Regions from separate parts of the Macaca mulatta genome. Here region 1 is linked to region 2. The links are chromatin contacts, called in public Hi-C maps. All regions are on one chromosome and are shown on one strand. Each heading gives the region's core, a stretch centred on a gene start, on an enhancer-like site or on the middle of the called end of the contact. The rest is flanking DNA. Distances are from core to core; before and after follow the strand shown.

Region 1 (4,493 bases), core at 1,192-3,691, 83 kb before region 2:
GAAAAATAACTACAGTTGACATTTTGGTGTAGGTCTCTGGGTGGCAGGCTTGTTTTGTCTTTTTATTTTTTCTTACCTAATCAGATTTGTCTTACACGTGCATCTTCTACAGGCCTGGCGCGGTGGCTGACGCCTGTAATCCAGCACTTTGCGAGGACGAGGCGGGCGGATCACGAGGTCAGGAGTTCGAGACCAGCCTGGCCAGCATGATGAAACCCGTCTCTACTAAAAATACAAAAAATTAGCTGAGCATGGTGGCGCACGCCTGTAGTACCAGCTACCGGGGAAGCTGAGGCAGGAGAACTGCATGAATCCGGCAGGCGGAGGTTGCAGTGAGCTGAGACTGCACCATTGAACTCCAGCCTGGGAGACACAGCGAGACTCTGCTTCAAACAAAAAAAAATTATCTTCTACAATCCTCAACTTCCTTCTTAGACTGCGTTCTCTATATTAAAAAATTAAGACTTCCACTATTTAGTAATGGCACTAGGTATCAGACATTTTTCTATTATGCAAAACGCTGTATTCAAACAGTGCCTGAATAGATAATTCAATTTTTAAAACTGTTACTTATAATACTATAAAAATCTGTTAATGATAGAAAGTCAACGAGTTGACAGTGCCATACTTCTAATTTGTCAATGAATATTTAGCCAACCAATTTATGTTAAAAACGAAATGATGACTGACAAGCAAGAGGCAATAGTAAGTAACTTGCTGCTCATATATGTTTCCTTCCAGGTTTTCTAAAAGTTGCACTAAATCAAGCTTCATTTTTATTCTTCGGCCATATCCCTGATTCCTCAGGACAAGTGAGGTTTTTTCCCCCAAAGAAATGAAGATTTTTGATTTTCTAAAGCTCAAAAATGCAAAATCTGACGCATATGGTTCACTGAGATGTGGTTATCAACTTACACCAAGCCTAACTTACCACAAAATAGAAAATATCAGAGAAAGGAGTTCACAAGCAGAAAGTCTCTTCTTTCTAACAATAGAGTCTTGTCCAATATTAGACAACACTGCGTTTTGTTGCCGTTTTAGCTACAAGGATGGGTATGCAATATGCAGTAACTATTCCAACAGCTTCAAGCAAGTAATATGCTACGACTAGAAAAAGTAGCAGTTAGGTCCCAAACAGCAAAAATGTAAAAAAGATGTAAGCAGAAGCCTCACCATCTGAAAAGGCCCATCAGCACCTCTTCCGAGAAATAGTTCCCTTCCCCCACCCTTTAAGTAGGCACTTGAGACTGCCAAGATCCATTTCTTTATTAACTGGTGCCCACTTGGGGCAACTGTACACCAAGCTGCTCTAAGGCCTACTCTAATCCCTTCCAAAAGTGCTCAAATGAGGCTAAGGCCGGGGTAACCCTCGTCGGGGCCCAATTCTTCCTGACTCCTCTTCCCCACCCCACCTCCTCCGCCCCGCCCCAGTAGGCGCTCGCCCAGGCAAAGAAAGGACACCGGGGCCGGGGACTGGCAGAAATTGCCCGCAAGAGAAGGCTTAGGCGGCCGAAGGCCTCCGCCATAGCAGGACTTGGGAAGCACCGCCCCCAGAGTACCTCCCCACACCCGGCTAATCGGCGAACCTCTGCTTTCGACACCCTCTATCCCCAGCAGAGGCAGCGGAGAAGACAAGGCCGGGAGGCACCGGGCTGGGCTGCGCACCAGGCCCAGGCCTGTCCCTTGGGACCGCGCGTGCAGCCTGAATCCGCTCCCCGGTTGAGCCCGGTCCAGCTGGCGCGGCGGCCACCCTCACCTGGATGACCTCGTTGACCTCCCGGATACATTCCACCATGTGTTGTAGAATCTGCTCGGCCGTGAGCACCTCGTAGCGGTAATCCTCCTCCTGCTCGTGCCCCGGCCCGCCACCACCGCCGCCGCCGCCGCCGCCGCCGCCACCACCGGGCCCCAGAGCGCTGCCGCCGCCACCGCCCGTCTCCCCGCACAGCAGTCCGTCCCGCTCCCCGCCGACGCCCAGGCCGGGCTCCACCAGCTCCACCTCGCCCAGATCCAGGGTATCATCGTCCGGCTCGTCGTCGTCTTCGTCCTCCTCCTCCTCGGCGCCGCTGTCCTCCTCACTGCACTCCTCGTCCTCGTCGAACTCGTAGTTGTAGCCCTCGTCCGAGTCCATGGCGCGACGCGCGGGGGCCCGGCGGACGCTGGCCGAGGCGGGGAGAGGGCGGGGACGCCGAGGCCCCGGCTCTCGCTCCGGCTCCGGCTGATGTCCGGACGCAGGCCTGGCTCCGGCCCCGCGGGCCGCGGCTCCTCCCCAGGAGCGGCGGTTGGCGTTTGACTGCTGGTGGCGGCGGGGAGGGCGCGGAGGAGGGAGGGAGGGAGCGAGGGGGCCGCTTGCTGCCCGCCTCAGTCAGACGCGGCTCCGCTCCGGCCTCCGAGAGAAAACAGTCCCCAGCGCCACCTCTACGGCCGCTGCTATCGCTACTGAGCCAACAAAGGGGCGTGCGTCACCGCGTCGCGTTGCGTCGTCGCGTCACTCCTCTTTGCGTCACTGCGCCCCGCCCCGCCGCCCCTGCGTGGAGCCCGGGGAGACCCCACGGCCCGGCCTACCTGGGCCTAGGACTTGAGCGGGAGTTGCCTTCTCGGTTCGGTCCGCTGCCGCTGTGAGGGCCGAGCGGAAACCCGTAGAGCTTTTATGTGAAGAGATTGCGGCCTCCTGGTCACCAGTCACCGAGAGAGGGACCCCTGGACCGCCTAGGTGGTGGTGTTTGCCGCAGGCCATAGGGATCCAGCTCCCTCCGGCAGTCCCATGGGGACGCGGCCTTCCCACCCGGGCGGAAAGGCGCTTCCCGCCCGCCCTGCGGTAATCCCGGAAGCCGTGATCTGTTAATCTAAAATTTCTGTTGCTTTGGCTACTGATGGAAACCTGTTGTAAGTGGAACCTCTAAACTGTATGACAGGCGAACCCACTTTAGGTAGCTGTGTGATCCTGTTCACTTGTACAGACATGCTGTGGTTTTTAAGTCTCCTATAATGACGTCATTTTAAAGAGGCATTTCCTCAACCCCGCTGATTAGAGCGCCTCTTGAGGGCCCTAAACAATGTAAACAGCGATGGTTTTCATGAATTGAGCACTGTGTAAGGGCTTTACATATATTCTGTTTCATCTTCATGGAGCCATAGTACCCATTTTATACCTGAGGAACCTGAAGCTCAGAAAGGAAAAGGGACCTGGCCAAGACCACATAACCCTTGCCCTATTTTAGCCGCTGGATGCCCCAAAACATGAATCAAAAATGCATTGTAATGCATATGTATTATATACTGTATAGTACATAAAAGACATGAATGCTTCAACAAAATACAGGCAATAATAGAAATATCTACAAGGGCCAAATGTAGCAAGAGAGATAATGCTTGAATCTCATCTGAAAGTGTGCTATGTGAGCTGAGTGTTGTTGAATGGCTAGGAGTTCAACAGAGAAGGCAGGGAAGATGGTCTGGCCACAGAGACCAAGCAAAAGCGCAGAAGGTGTCAAGTAATTAATAGTTTGGGAGCTTAAAGTGCATGGAGGGTAGATGGCAAAATATTAGGCAAGTTAGTCAGGGGTCATGTCAGTAAGAGCATTTTATGCCTTTTTAAGAGTGGGCTTAAATCTTTGTAAACAGGACATGAGAGCCAGACAAGTGTTATGAAGGAAGAAGAGGCATAAGAAGGCTCCCTCTTGAGATAATCTGAAGAATTGGCCAGATTGAAAACCTTTTACAATCTAAATCCCTGCTTTGTTGATAAATCTTACTGTTCAACCTATAGGTTCCCTTTGGAAATTGATTTTGAAAAGTGAAAAATTCCATTATAATGTTAAAAAGCCTCTACCAATTTGTCCATTTTGTAAGTTTCGAAATACTGATAATTTCTTAACCTCAGGATTTAAAAAGTAAAGCTTTTAACCTCTACTGATAGGTCTAGGTTCTTTTTTGTTCTTTTTTTTTTTTTTTTTTTTTTGAGATGGAGTCTTGCTCAGTTGCCCAGGCTGGAGTGCAGTGGTGCAATCTCTGCTCACTGCAAGCTCCACCTCCTGGGTTCACGCCATTCTCCTGCCTCAGCCTGCCAAGTAGCTGGGACTACAGGCGCCCACCACCACGCTTGGCTAATTTTTTTTGTATTTTTAGTAGAGACGGGGTTTCACCATGTTAGCCAGGATGGTCTCGATCTCCTGACCTCGTGATCCACCCGCCTCAGCCTCCCAAAGTGTTGGGATTACAGGCGTGAGCCACCGCACCCAGCCCTTTTTTTTTTTTTTTTTTTTTGAGACGGAGTCTCACTCTGTTGCCCAGGCTGGAGTGCAGTGGCAATCTCAGCTCACTGCAACCTCCACCTCCCAGGTTCAAGCAATTCTCCTGTCTCAGCCTCCTGAGTAGCTGGGACTATAGGCGCATGCCACCACCCCAGGCTAATTTTTGTATTTTTAGTAGAGACAGGGTTTCACCATATTGGCCGGGCTGGTCTCGAACTCCTGACCTCAGGTGATCCAGCT
Region 2 (4,465 bases), core at 763-3,262:
CAAAACCCCACTCTAGTGTATAGTAAGGGGGGATATTTTGGAAGATCAACAAATTTACCTTGTGTAACTTACTTTTATGTATGCATAAGAATATTTGATTTAAAAATTTGGTTAAGTCTAAAAGAGCTCTTTCAGTAATAATTAAATAACTGAATCCCTGTAATCCACCATGCTCAGCCCCATTAGTAATTTTTATAATGTCTTTATTTGGATCTAGCTCTTTCATCTTGCGTAACTCTTTTAAATGACTCCTCCCTTCTGGTACAGGTTGAATATCACATAAAAGGGTGCCTTGGCATATGCTCAGTCCTGAAATTCTACTTCGATCTACTGCTGTCATCCTCGAAACTGCTCTAAACACTCCCCCAAATTATTGATCCTGTGGGTCTGATTATGAACTTGGCTCTTCTGACAATACTTTTCAAATCCTTTTCCTTTGTACCTTTGGTAACATCTCTCTTGACTGGCAGAGTACCCAGACACTTACTAATGCTGATGAAAATTAAGATTTGAGCAAAGAAGAAATTAGTGTAAGAATGCATGCCTTAGAATCTGAACCTGATGACTGTGGGATCTAATTTCTGCTTTTTTTGCTACAAGCTCTGTTCTTGAATAATCAACCATCAAAGACAAATTGCTTGATGAATTTCTGTATTGTCAGAATGTTTAATTTCCCATCAAAGCCATGTATGTATAACTAGCAATTAGGTACCTACGAGCTGAATATAAATTATCATGATTTCAATTTCAGTAGCCCTTGGTTTTTGAGAAAGGGTTTCACTATATTGCCCAGGCTAAACTTGAACTCCTTGGTTCAAGTGATCCTCCCGCCTTAGCCTCCTGAATAGCTGGGAGTAGCTGGGACTACAGGGATGTGTTATCATGCCCAGTGAAAGCCCTTAATTTTAAAAGTTCATTTTCCTGATCTTTACATGTATTTTAATACTAATATTAAATTTAAAATTTTAAAAAGTACCTACTAACTAAATAATGCCACCCAATAACAATAGCATTATTTGTATTATGTTCTGGTAACATAGTGGTGAACAAGGAAGACAGGGTCTCTGATAACTGTGGAATTCTCCTTGATCACTTCTCAAGCCTCTCTTCTGGATACCCACTATTTCTTGGATCTACAGCGCTTTTCCTTCCCTACTTCTGTAGTTCAGTCTCTCCTTATTCTCTACCTCCAATAAAAAGGGGCCTCCTAACTGGTTTTTTATGCAACTATTCAACATGGTATTTCTAAAATGCAGATCTTTCGGGATGATTTTCAATTGCTCAGAGAATAAATTCCTCGACTTCCTATGTAAGGCCCTGCAGGACCAGGCCCCTGTCCTTATCTCTGAGCACTCTCCATCTTGCACCCAAAGGCCCAGCAATATCTTACTGCTTTCAGTAAATACACACCGGGGTATGTGGGGTTTTGTCTGGGGAAAGGGGATGTGAGTTGCTAACTAAGAGATTTATAGTCAATCTTGAAGGGAAGAGCTCATATCGGAGGCAATGGAATGCCTCGAGCTGGCTCTGAAAGTACACATTTTTTCCAGTCATAAGTAGATCACACTTTTGTGATCTTGTGATCCCCTCTCTAGCAGAGCCGTGCAGACTACCCACTTCCGGCCCATTCTTGCCCCACGAAATTTCACATCACAACGACTTGTGGTTTTAATCCTCCGTTTTTCTGCTGCTGAACTTACTTCAGCCTGGGAAGTCCTTTACCTCCCAGTAGGCCTGGCGAGCTCCATCACAACATTCAAGATTCACCCTGGAGCCATCTGGGAAACTTTCTTTTCCAGCTCGCCCTGCGTCCTCGCCTCCCCACCCCGTGCTTCTCGAGTCGGGTGAGCTGTCTAGTTCCATCAGAGACCGCACGGCCGCAGGGGTGGCCGGTTATTTACGGTTCTACTGGGCCCGACAGGCGTCTGGGGAGCCGAGCAGTTGCCGACGCCCGGCACTATCCGCTCCATGCAGCAGGAGCCTCACGTCCAGGCCGGAAGTGAAAGGGCAGGGAGTGGGTCCTCCCGGGATCGCAGGCGCAGAGCGGCCTCTGGTCACGTGATTCGCCGATAGTCACGCGGGCGCCGCTCACCTGACCAGGGTCTCACGTGGCCAGGCCTCTCCGAGAGGGGAGACCGGCGGGCCATGGCAAGCTCCAGGCTTTGGTTTTCGCTGCTGCTGGCGGCAGCGTTCGCAGGACGGGCGACCGCCCTCTGGCCCTGGCCTCAGAACATCCAAACCTCCGACCAGCGCTACGTCCTTTATCCGAACAACTTTCAATTCCAGTACGATATCAGCTCCGCCGCGCAGCCTGGCTGCTCAGTCCTCGACGAGGCCTTCCAGCGCTATCGTGACCTGCTTTTCGGTTCCGGGTCTTGGCCCCGTCCTTACCGCACAGGTCAGTCGAACTTGTCCCGCCCTGTTCCCGGGCCCTGAGAGAGCCTGCCTGGGGACAGCTCCCCCAGGGCTACAGAGACGCCCTCTGGGCTTTTGCCCAGCCCTCTGATCACAAGCACTCCACTTCCTCCTCGAGCTGTATTAGGTTTACATCCAAAGATAACTACTATAGGACTACGGTTCAATCAGGAGATTAATTTATGGAAAATACTGTGCCAGCAAAAATCTTAGGTGATGCTTCTGACCGTGTTCAAGCTGTCCAGGGTCCTAGTGAGGCTGTGGCCAAGGGCTGGGTAGAGGAGACCAGAGAAAACACTCAAAATTGGGGAGACATAATACAAGAACTATGCAAGGTTACATACAAGTGTCTGGCACATAGAATGTTTGGTGGGCGGATCACGAGGTCAGGAGTTCGAGACCAGCCTGACCAACACCGTGAAACCACGTCTCTACCAAAAATACAAAAAATTAGCCGGGCGTGGTGGTGCGCGCCTGTAGTCCCAGCTACTCAGGGTGCTAAGGCGGGAGAATCGCTTGAACCCAGGAGGTGGAGGTTGTCATGAGCCGAGATCGCGCCACTGCACTCCAGCCTGGGCAGCAGAGCGAGACTCCGTCTCAAAAAAACAACCCCCCCCCCCAAAACAAAACAAGTATAAACTGTGAAAGAAGTCATAGAACATAAGGAAGTGAGTTTCCAGCGGCTACTTGGAATGGGGTGGTGCATGTAATTAGCCGGGACTGAAAAGAGGGTATTCCAGGCAGGAAGAAGGGATTGAGCAGAGACACAAAGAGTTATGATTGAGCTCAAATTTCAAGTCTAGTGGATGTGATGAGTGGGTTCTGGGGATTGAGGAGGGATGAGGGTGGGGAAAATGTGGGGTTAAAGAGGTCAAGAGCACTTTAGTCATTGGTTTGATATAAAATGGAAGGGGCTAACAGTTTTCTTTTAGGCAGCTATGTAATCAGTACTGAAAATTGCATTTGAGGATAATTATTCCACAGCACATGTATAAGTCGAGTCAACAATGTAAAGGAATACAATTCTGCTGCATGGGTTCAAAATTTAGAAGTTTCTTGATAATCTCCTGGAATCTAGCTCTTTGGTTATATTGTATAGATGTTATGGGGGTGGGAGCCACATTTACAGTTGAGTCATATAGTAATATTTTATATGATGTTTCAAGTGTGTTTAAATTACTTCACAAAAGTTATTTGATATCTAGAATTAAAAGCATTTAATTAAACACATGACATTTGATTTAGGGAAAGAAGTACAATCTCAGCATCAGAGTAGTCCTTAACTGGTAAAATGCATTAAGCTGGAGAGGATAAGAGGCCTGCTCTTGAGTGTGGTAGATCACATTTTCCTCTGAATCCTGCATGACAAATAATAGAGAGCCTTACACAAGATTGGCACTCAGAATATGTTGATTTGGGTTATAGAAGAGTTTGAGCCTGGTTTATGGGGTTAAAAAAAGATCCTTCTAACTGCTATGTGTCAATCCCAGTGCTGGGCACTCTGAAGGTTACGAGAAAAGTCTTAAGACCTAGCCCTAGACTCTATAGTTCAATTGCGGAAACATGAAAATATGAAACAGTGGTACACAGTGAATTATAAGATGCTCAAAAGCTTTGTAGGTTGTTTACTAATACTGTATACATGAGAATAATTCCTTTCCTTTTTTTTTTTTTTTTTGAGACGGAGTCTCGCTCTGTTGCCCAGGCTGGAGTGCAGTGGCCAGATCTCGCCCGGCTAGTTTTTTGTATTTTTTTAGTAGAGACGGGGTTTCACCATGTTAGCCAGGATGGTCTCGATCTCCTGACCTCGTGATCCGCCCGTCTCAGCCTCCCAAAGTGCTGGGATTACAGGCTTGAGCCACCGCGCCTGGCCTTTTTTTTTTTTTTTTTTTTTTTTGAGATGGAGTCTTGCTTTATCACTCAGCATACACTGAGGCTGAGTGCAGTGATATGATCTCAGCTCACTGCAACCTCCACCTCCTGGGTTCAAGCGATTCTCCTGCGCCAGCCTCCCGCGTAGCTGGGACTACAGGTGTTCGCCACCATGCCC

Evidence for each region. A called contact is a pair of places that touch in the nucleus more often than the background predicts.
Region 1: a contact with region 2 is called in a Hi-C map of CD4 T cells, with 5 times the contacts expected there. The contact joins the promoter of ARIH1 here to the promoter of HEXA in region 2. A contact is called at or near these places in 3 of 14 Hi-C or Micro-C datasets (CD4 T cells, blood and cortical neurons).

The regions. Positions count from the first base shown.
Region 1 is chr7:50,097,822-50,102,314 of T2T-MMU8v2.0, reverse strand. ARIH1 (ariadne RBR E3 ubiquitin protein ligase 1) reads right to left here and starts at 2,441. Exons shown (of 15, transcript XM_028851099.2): 1 at 1,757-2,441. The coding sequence starts at 1,787.
Region 2 is chr7:50,014,705-50,019,169 of T2T-MMU8v2.0, reverse strand. It overlaps HEXA (hexosaminidase subunit alpha), which reads left to right and starts at 2,012. Exons shown (of 14, transcript NM_001261529.1): 1 at 2,012-2,398. The coding sequence starts at 2,146. It overlaps LOC144329974 (a long non-coding RNA gene), which reads right to left. Exons shown (of 2, transcript XR_013395743.1): 2 at 2,127-2,637.